Linked DNA regions of Arachis hypogaea: region 2 is linked to region 1. Evidence: chromatin contacts called from public Hi-C data. All regions are on one chromosome and are shown on one strand. The core of a region is the stretch at or near the end of the contact, and the rest is flanking DNA. Distances in the headings are between cores, read along the strand shown.

Region 1 (4,346 bases), core at 1,378-3,877:
TGAACCATTTTCTCCTTTCAGTCAAGCAAGAGAAAGAGAACCTATAGTGATTGATAACCTTGCCAAAGTGAGCAACTTTCTTGATGTTTCTACTCAACAAAGGAAGGTAGTTCGTTTCAAAGTGTGTCCACAGGCAACCCAGCACCGCATATTGATTGGTACACTCAAGGAAGTTCTGAATAATTTTAAAGTTGATTTGGATGCTTTGGATTCTCAGGGCTTAGACAAAGATACTATAATGGGTCAGCAAATTGTTCTTACCTGCCTGAAGTTTCTCACTGAAGCTGCTGTTTCCAATGAACCTGAATCCAATTCATGGATGAGGCTTTCACCTTCAAATAATGTCAACACCTCTGGTTCCCGGAAATGGGAAGATGTTCTTGAGATGTTCAATGATCTGATCAAGTATTTTAGAGCCGAAACAAGATTAAAGTTGCATGTGGCTAAGGCTGAAGTCATGAAAGAAGGGCTTTTGCAAATCAAGGACATTTTGATTGACAACAGTATTGGATACAAGGAAGCTAGACACCAAGAACGCCTGGTGCAAAAGAAGCTTTCCAAAACATTGGGACACTCATCTCGCTGCTTATTCACGCTATTATTATATTACCTCTTTGGAAGAGTCTCAGATATTGAAGTAGACATGGCTGGTGGAGTTTACAAGAGTGGAAGCGACAACAAGAACTGGTTGTGTCTGGGAAGAATTTTGACTTCAGATAGTGAGAAGATGATTGGGCGCGGTGTGAAGCAGTTGGATAAAGCACCTAGCCTTTTCAAGTTTGTATGGGAAACTGCTGAAATGAAAGATGATTTGGATCTTGAAGGCCATTTGTGGTGTGTTGGAGAACACAACAGGATGCTTAGGTACAGAGGAAACACATACTTTCTTCATGGGATTTGTCTCTAATCTTGGAAACTCATGCAGTTGTTTTCATGTGAATTTGATAGTTAAGAACTGTTAAATAACAATTTAGTCACACACATCAAATTATCTAACGATTCTTAACTATTAATGTCGCGTGAAGACAACTGTATATGAGTATCTTTACAAAATTATTCAACCTCTATTCTATGATTTTTATTCTTTCCATAGCTTTTGTTGTCACAAACAAATATTCAATTGCAAATTATCTTGTGTATGTGCCCATTTTCGTATGAATTTAGTTTATTAGATTTTGAAACAGTATCTAAATGAAGAATGGAGGATGCTGATGTAGGATACAAATGTGCCTTCCATAAATTCTATGTACCTTAACTCTCCTTTTTGACATATTACAAGGTGTCAAATGGCCAAACTTTGAGATCATCAACACACTGAATGCATATAATTAACCACACAAAACAAAATTGCATATCGTTTCATATTTAGGGTGGGAAAGGTACACAACAAAATTTCATGATGTGTAGTTTGATAACGATCCTATCCTTTAGGTAAGGCATAAATAAGAGTTTTGTCCTATTTTTTTATGTTCTGAGAGTAAATAAATACTCTTGTTTTATGTTATTCATTTTTTTTCTCAATAATGTGGCCCAATTTTTTATTAGTTTTTATTTTGTTAATTTTTAAAATTTTAAAATTAAAAAGTAAAACCTTATAAATTATAATATTAACTTAAAAGATAATTAATGGACTACATTATTCTCCTAACAATTAAGAATTCCTATTTTTGGCTCCATAAAAATATACATTTATAGTATTTAATTATTAGCATGAATTCTTTTACATATTTTGGTGGCGAATTCTTTTATTAGCCGCAAAGTTTCTTCGGTAAATGCTCTTTCCTCAGATTTGTAATCTTAACCATTTAAGCATAGCTTTATTTCATTCTGTTTGTAGATCCTTTTTCTATCCTTTTTTTTAAAGTTTATTTTCTAAAAATTTCGGATGAAAATTTTACATAGGATTCGAGTAAACACTTAAACTACCGTCTACATGCCACAACATTTTGAGTATCAAGTTCTTTTTGTCGTATTTTTAAATTTTTTACGGATTTATTTATCGTTAGTATTTTTTAAAATTTGTTTTATTAGCGATACAAATTTTCAAGTAATATTTTGATAGTTTATTTTTTTAAGGATGAACTAATTTAATGCTCAGTAGGCTTTTATATATCAATAACAAAATTGATTTCATATTTATAAACTACATCTTTTATAAATAAAAAATGTAATTCTTTTATGTTTGTTTGAGTATTATTAAGTTGATAAAAAATATTTTTTTTATTTTTTAGCGTATTCGGTAAATTTTTATTAGTAAAAAATTAAAAATAAAAATAGTAAAAAATAAAAAATAAAAAATATTTTTTAAAAAAATTACAATTTATATTTTTTTAAAAAAATAAAAATTTACATTTTTTTAAAAGATTTTTTTAAAAAATATTTTTCACGTAATAAATAAACAAAAAGTATTTTTATCTTATTATACCTAAATATAATTGATAAATATAATTTTTTTATAAAATATTTAAACATAAAATTGTTTTTTTATAAAATTTATAAAAAAAAAAAACTCAAAAATTTTTTTTTTTTTTTTCAGAAGATCACCACTTAAAACGGACTTCTCTGTCAGTCTCTTCTTTCACCGTCTAAAGTGAAAGTATAAGATACTAAAACCAAAACTTTAAACCGAGAAGAGAGGTCTCTTCTATCACCGTCTAAAGCCGTTTAAAGTGAGAGTATAAGATACTAAAACCAAAACTTTAAACCCAGAAGAGAGGTCTCTTCTATCACCGTCTAAAGTGAGAGTATAAAACACTGAAACCAAAACCTTAAGCCCAGAAATTCGCTCATTTATTTCGCATCATCTATCACAAAGCAAAAAAAATACCGCACTTCTACACCTTTCAAATCACCACAAACACACTCTATTGGAGAAGGTAAGTTTATTTTTTAATATTCCCCTTTCTTTTTCTGTTATTGGAACAACGAGCTTTTCTTTAGTCTAGAAACTAGTGAGGTTACTGTTTAGGAGATAGGAAGAAAAATTGAAATTCATTTTTTAGTGACAAAGGAGATAGAGTCTACACTTTATTTGTTTATATTGGTTTAATAATGGTATTTTTCTAGAGTTTGGGATATTAATTTGATAAATGTAGTAAAGTTTGATTTGGAGTACAGAAATTAAAAAATTTAAATTCTAGGAGTACAGACATTTCTAAAGCACAAAAATTGGATCCTTTAATTTTTAAAATCGTAAAAGATTTGAGATACTCCGATTTCTATATTTTTTACCATTTTAAAAAATACTAAAAATTACAATGTTAGAGTACATGTACATCAATCATCATACTTCCATAGAGAAAAACAATTAGTCCCTTGTGTTTTCTTTCTTATGTCGTAACTCCATCTCAAAAATTATTACACTTCACATAAGAAGAAGAAGAAATTAGTGATAGAGATCTACATAGGTTCCACATTGATCTTTATATTATTATTATTATTATAGTATTTATGAGTTTTAATGGGACATTTTGGGTCATGATGAAAATTTGATGAACAGTTTATGAATTTTACAATGAAAAATCTCATCAGTGTACTTAGTTGAAAGTCATTCATAATCATACATCTCTAGCTTCCCAGATGAATCATTTTGATAATAAACATGTAATACATGTGATTTTTTTTTTATTTCTTTCTTTCTTGGCATTGTATAAGTTACAATTATCCATCCATGATATTATACTTGCTATCAGTACTGAAGCTGGGGAAAAATGGACCAAATATCTGGTTTGCCAGAAGCTATACTTCATGACATTCTCGCAAGACTTCCGGACAGAGATTCTGCCAGGACTAGTGTTTTATCAAAGGCTTGGAGAGAAGCATGGTCTACGTTTCCAATATTGTCTATTTGCAGCGATCAACATTTTAAGAGTCAAGATGTAACGGTAGACAATTATCATAGCAAAATAGACAAAGTTGTTGACTATGTTGGGAGAAGATTACTGAGGCTCGGCGACCTAGGCTTAGCAATCAAAGAATTCAAGCTCATCATGGACTATGTAGACCATAAGTGCATGGCCCACCATGTTGATCTATGGATGAAGATGGCTCTTGAAAGTGGTGGCGAAGTATTACATTTACAGCTTCGCCTCTCTAGTCGCTATGTAAGGAGACACAGTCCGGACAGGTTTTATGACCTTCCACTCAGTGTCATTGAATCCAAATCACTTACTAAGTTGGTGTTGATGGACCGAATCAGAGTTGACCAAGCATTCCTCACCCATTCCATCAAGCTTTACTCAGTGAGAATAATAAAACTATGCAATATATTTTTTGCACATGAAGGGATTATAGATCATGTCATTTCTCATTGTCCTCTAATTGAAGATTTAACCGTGATTGATTGT
Region 2 (4,129 bases), core at 188-2,687, 100 kb after region 1:
CACACATTTTTATTAATCTTAGAGTAACTTTAATCTAGTTGGAATTAAAATCAACGGCATACTAGCTGTCATTGATTCCAATATTCAAACTGATCAATTGAAAAGATAATATTATGAAGTTATATTATGACAGAAAACTCTGCTAGGATTTCTCCACAAGAAAAAGATCTGATTCAACGAAGTACTAAAAAAATCAAGACGCGAGAAGAAGTTGATCTCAATTAACCTAGCGACATGATGATCTCCTCAGACCTGGGAGGAGATACGACCGAAGGAGACATGAAGGCGTCATACAAAGAGTCTCTGTTTACGCCTATTGGACCAAGACTGGAGGAGAGTCCCAACGTGATGGAGGAGGTGCTCAAAGATACCTCTGATCCGGAGGACAGATGGTACAAGGAAGATGAAAGCAATAAAGCGGAAGAACAACCGTTTGATCCATGTCCTGTTATTCCAATATCGAAAGAAGAATTTGGGGACTGGTGCAGACTTTGGAAGTCAGCACTTGTTGTGAAAGTTCTAGGCAAATATGTGGGGCTAGAGTTCATGGAACAATGACTATAAAGAGAGAAAAGGTAAGATTGATGTAATTGATATGGATCGTGACTATTTTCTAGTTTATTTTTCAGATGAAGAAGATTATTCTCATGCTTTGATGGAGGGTCATTAGATGGTGGCGGGACATTATCTCATAGTTCAAAGGTGGAAGGCTTTCTTCCTCACGTCGGAGCATCGAGTAAGAAAAAAATGGCCTGGGTCCGGATCCTGAACCTCCCCATTGAACTCTATAATCAACGTTTCCTGTTAAGAGTTGGATCAGCAATAGGTCAGATGATCAAAATTGATCGGACAACTTCTATATACTCGAGGGTTAAGTTTGCTAGAATTTGTGTGGAGATTGATCTCACCAAGAAACTGGTGCCAAATATCTCAGTGATGGGAAGCAAACTCAATATTGAGTACGAAGGGTTGCATCAAATTTGCTTTACGTGTGGCAAGTACGGCCATTGAGCTGACATGTGTACTGAAGCTTCGAACAATGAAGCTTCTCAGCCGAACATCACCGGCGAGGTAAGGCATGATGGAGTTGAATCCAATCAAAAGAAGAATGAAGACCAACATGGAAACAATCCACAATTAGTGTCTCAACGTGATTATGGTAACAGGCAAAATCCTCCTGATCTTGGGCCTTGGATGTTGATTAGAAAACCAATTCAGAGAAGGAAAGATTCCAATGCAACATATAAAAAGAAAGTGATCATGGCAACTGATCTCACTTCAATCTTGAAAGAGCATGAAAATAAGGAAAGTTCTTGCCAAAGTTTGGGATCGAGATTTCACATCTTGCATGAAGATTTGGAAGAAGATATGCATGTGCATGAATGCAATGAAGCCCAAGGGAAAGCCTTTATTATTGGTTCTACTATTGGTTCTGGGCCAAGGGAAGAAAATGTCCAACTCACTCAAGTAAAAATACTTACTAGCCATAAAAAACTATTAAAGTGGGGCTAACAAAAATGTTTTAAATCCAAAAAAGACTTCCATGAAGGCCCACGGTCTCAAGAATAGCCATAGTACTAAAGAAAAGAGTGCAACCCCAAAGGAAAACTCTCTCGAAAAATCACAACGTGGAAAGCTTGATATTCCAGAACCCTCTTCTTAAGTTCAAGCAAAGGCCAAAGACCTTGAAAAAGAGACGATAGAGCATGTGATGTTGGAAAGCATGAGAATACTTCGAAAGGAGCAATAAAATATTTTTTCGACACCAAAAGGATCTGGTGGGTTCTTGGAAGCGCATATTGCTACTTAATCAACTACCTCCGCATAAGCTCATGGAGCGCAGTGATCACGATAAAATTGGTGGAGGAGGAAGACCACCAAAAATTAATATCGGGGCTTCTTCTAGTAATGAAGTGTCACAAGAGACGACTTCCGTTGTGAGGTCCGATTCAGAGAAAGAGGCAAATGCCTAAGCTTGACCGTGGTTCTTGGTGACCTTCTTTCTTGTTATGTCCTTATGAATAGTATTATCGCTTGGAATTGCAGAGGAGCGGGGGGAAAGAATTTTCATTTCCTTATTAAGGAATTGAAACGTGAATAACATGCTAATAAGGTTTTTCTCTTTGAGACTCAGATTAGTGGGGCTCGGGCCAAAGAAGTAAGAGATAAGTTGGGTTTTGATGGGTCTTTCATTGTCGAAGGTTTGGGGAGGTCTGGTGGGATTTGGATTTTGTGGAATTTAGGAGTTTGGAGGGTAGATATTGTAGGGGCACAACAGACAAGTTGTTCACCTCAGAGTATCTAGCAACAACTCTGAACTGTGGTTCCTTGGTGCAGTTTATGGCTCCCTGCAGAAAATTAACAGAAGGGAGTCATGGAATAATCTGAGAGATTTTGTTAATGATATTAGTAGTCCTTGGTGTGCTATTAAAGACTTCAATGCTCTCCTTCATGATTATGAAAGAAGGGGAAGCATGGCTAGAACCAACCCAGGAGCTTGCTCATACTTCCAAGCTTATGCATCTGATTGTGGTTTGGTGGATTTGGATTTTGCGGGTTGGACGTTTACTTAGAGACGAGGTAACTTGGTAGAAAGGTTGGATAGGGCCCTTAATAACATGGACTGGCATATCAGGTTTTCTGAGACTTGTGTTCGACACATCCCTATGCTGAAATTTGACCACTTGCCCATTTGCCTCCATTTATCTTCTAATTCTCCTATTAATAGAGGGCGTCGCCCATTCAGATTTGTTGCGGCATGGTTAACTCCCCCGAATTTCGATAGTATGGTGAATAGATGCTGAAAGGTCGATAATTCTTGGACAGCAACTATGCAAAATTTCAAGAAATCCCTTCAAGATTGGAATACTTCGGTGTTTGGTGATATTTTCCAGAGAAAGAAAAAGATCCTAAGAAGGCTGAATGGCATCTCTAATAGATTAACTCATGGGAGCAACAGATTCTTGGAAAATTTACAATTTTACCTATGCCGAGATTATAAGGAGGTTCTTGTACAAGAGGAATTATTGTGGTTCCAGAAATCGAGAAGCAAGTGGTTAGAGTTCGGTGACTGGAATACTAAATTCTTCCATGGCTCTACCATGGTGAGGAGAAGAAAAAATAAAATTCTCACCATTCAGAATGATGATGGTGAGTGGTTAACATAAAGTAATGATATGGAAAATTGGGCTGTATCCTTTTATGCGAACTTTTATTGTGATTATTCTGATAATGTTCCTTTTATTATTTCTAACGCCTTTCCTGAGCTAAGTACTGCTGAGTTGGAGAGGATAGGTCGAATAGTATCCCCTTGGAGGTTAAAGAGGTTGTGCTTGCCATGGGTAGCCTTAAAGCTCGAAGAAGGAATGGTATCCAAGCTGTCTTTTACCAGCAACATTGGCAAAAAGTTGGTGCTAATCTTTGTAATCTTGTTCAAAATATTTTCAGGAACCCAACTTTCGTAAGTGATATTAATGAGACTCTCATGGTCCTTATTCCTAAAATTGAACCGGTCTCCAGCCTCAAACACATGAGACCTATCAGTTTGTGTAATGTCTCATATAAGGTGGTTACAAAAATCTTAGCAAATCGGTTGCAAACTTTGATGGCTAAGTTAGTCAGGCCAACTCAAAGTAGCTTTGTTTCGGGAAGGAATTCATCAGATAATATTATTATAACCTAGGAGATTATTCATTCGATGAGGAGCAAAAAAGATGGAAAAGGTTGGATGGCTATTAAAATCGATCTCAAAAAAACCTATGACAGATTAAAATGATCTTTTATAAAGAATACCTTGATGGACATCGGTTTTCTCTCCCATATAACTAATCTCATTTATGATTGTATATCTTCTGCTAAAATGAGAGTTCTTTGGAATGGTGATGAATTGGAAGAATTCACACCATCTAGGGGCATCAGACTAGGAGACCCTATTTCTCCCTACATTTTTGTTCTATGTATTGAATGCTTAGCTCAACTTATTGATGCAACTGTGGAGCATAGATTTTAGAAACCTATTCGTTTGAAAAGAGATGCTCCAGAGATTTCTCACCTTTGCTTCATAGATAATTAATTTTGTTTGCGGAAGCAAGCTTGGAACAAGCTGAGGTCATTAATAATTGCCTTAATG

Evidence for each region. Hi-C and Micro-C count contacts between places; a contact is called where the count stands out from the background.
Region 2: a Hi-C map of leaf shows a contact between it and region 1, with 4 times the contacts expected there. The contact joins the enhancer-like site here to the promoter of LOC112779754 in region 1. A contact is called at or near these places in 2 of 8 Hi-C or Micro-C datasets (leaf and an unstated tissue).

The regions. Positions count from the first base shown.
Region 1 is chr19:7,070,715-7,075,060 of arahy.Tifrunner.gnm2.J5K5, forward strand. It overlaps LOC112779754 (FBD-associated F-box protein At5g60610), which reads left to right and starts at 2,628. Exons shown (of 4, transcript XM_025824092.3): 1 at 2,628-2,876; 2 at 3,693-4,346. The coding sequence starts at 3,711. LOC112775396 reads left to right here. Exons shown (of 2, transcript XM_029295470.2): 2 at 1-1,139. The coding sequence ends at 907.
Region 2 is chr19:7,172,679-7,176,807 of arahy.Tifrunner.gnm2.J5K5, forward strand. No RefSeq gene overlaps it. Among protein-coding and RNA genes, the nearest start is that of LOC112777445, 12 kb to the left of the region's middle. Within about 2 kb of position 1,438, at least 2 of the 3 cell types and tissues checked have open chromatin away from gene starts, as enhancers often do.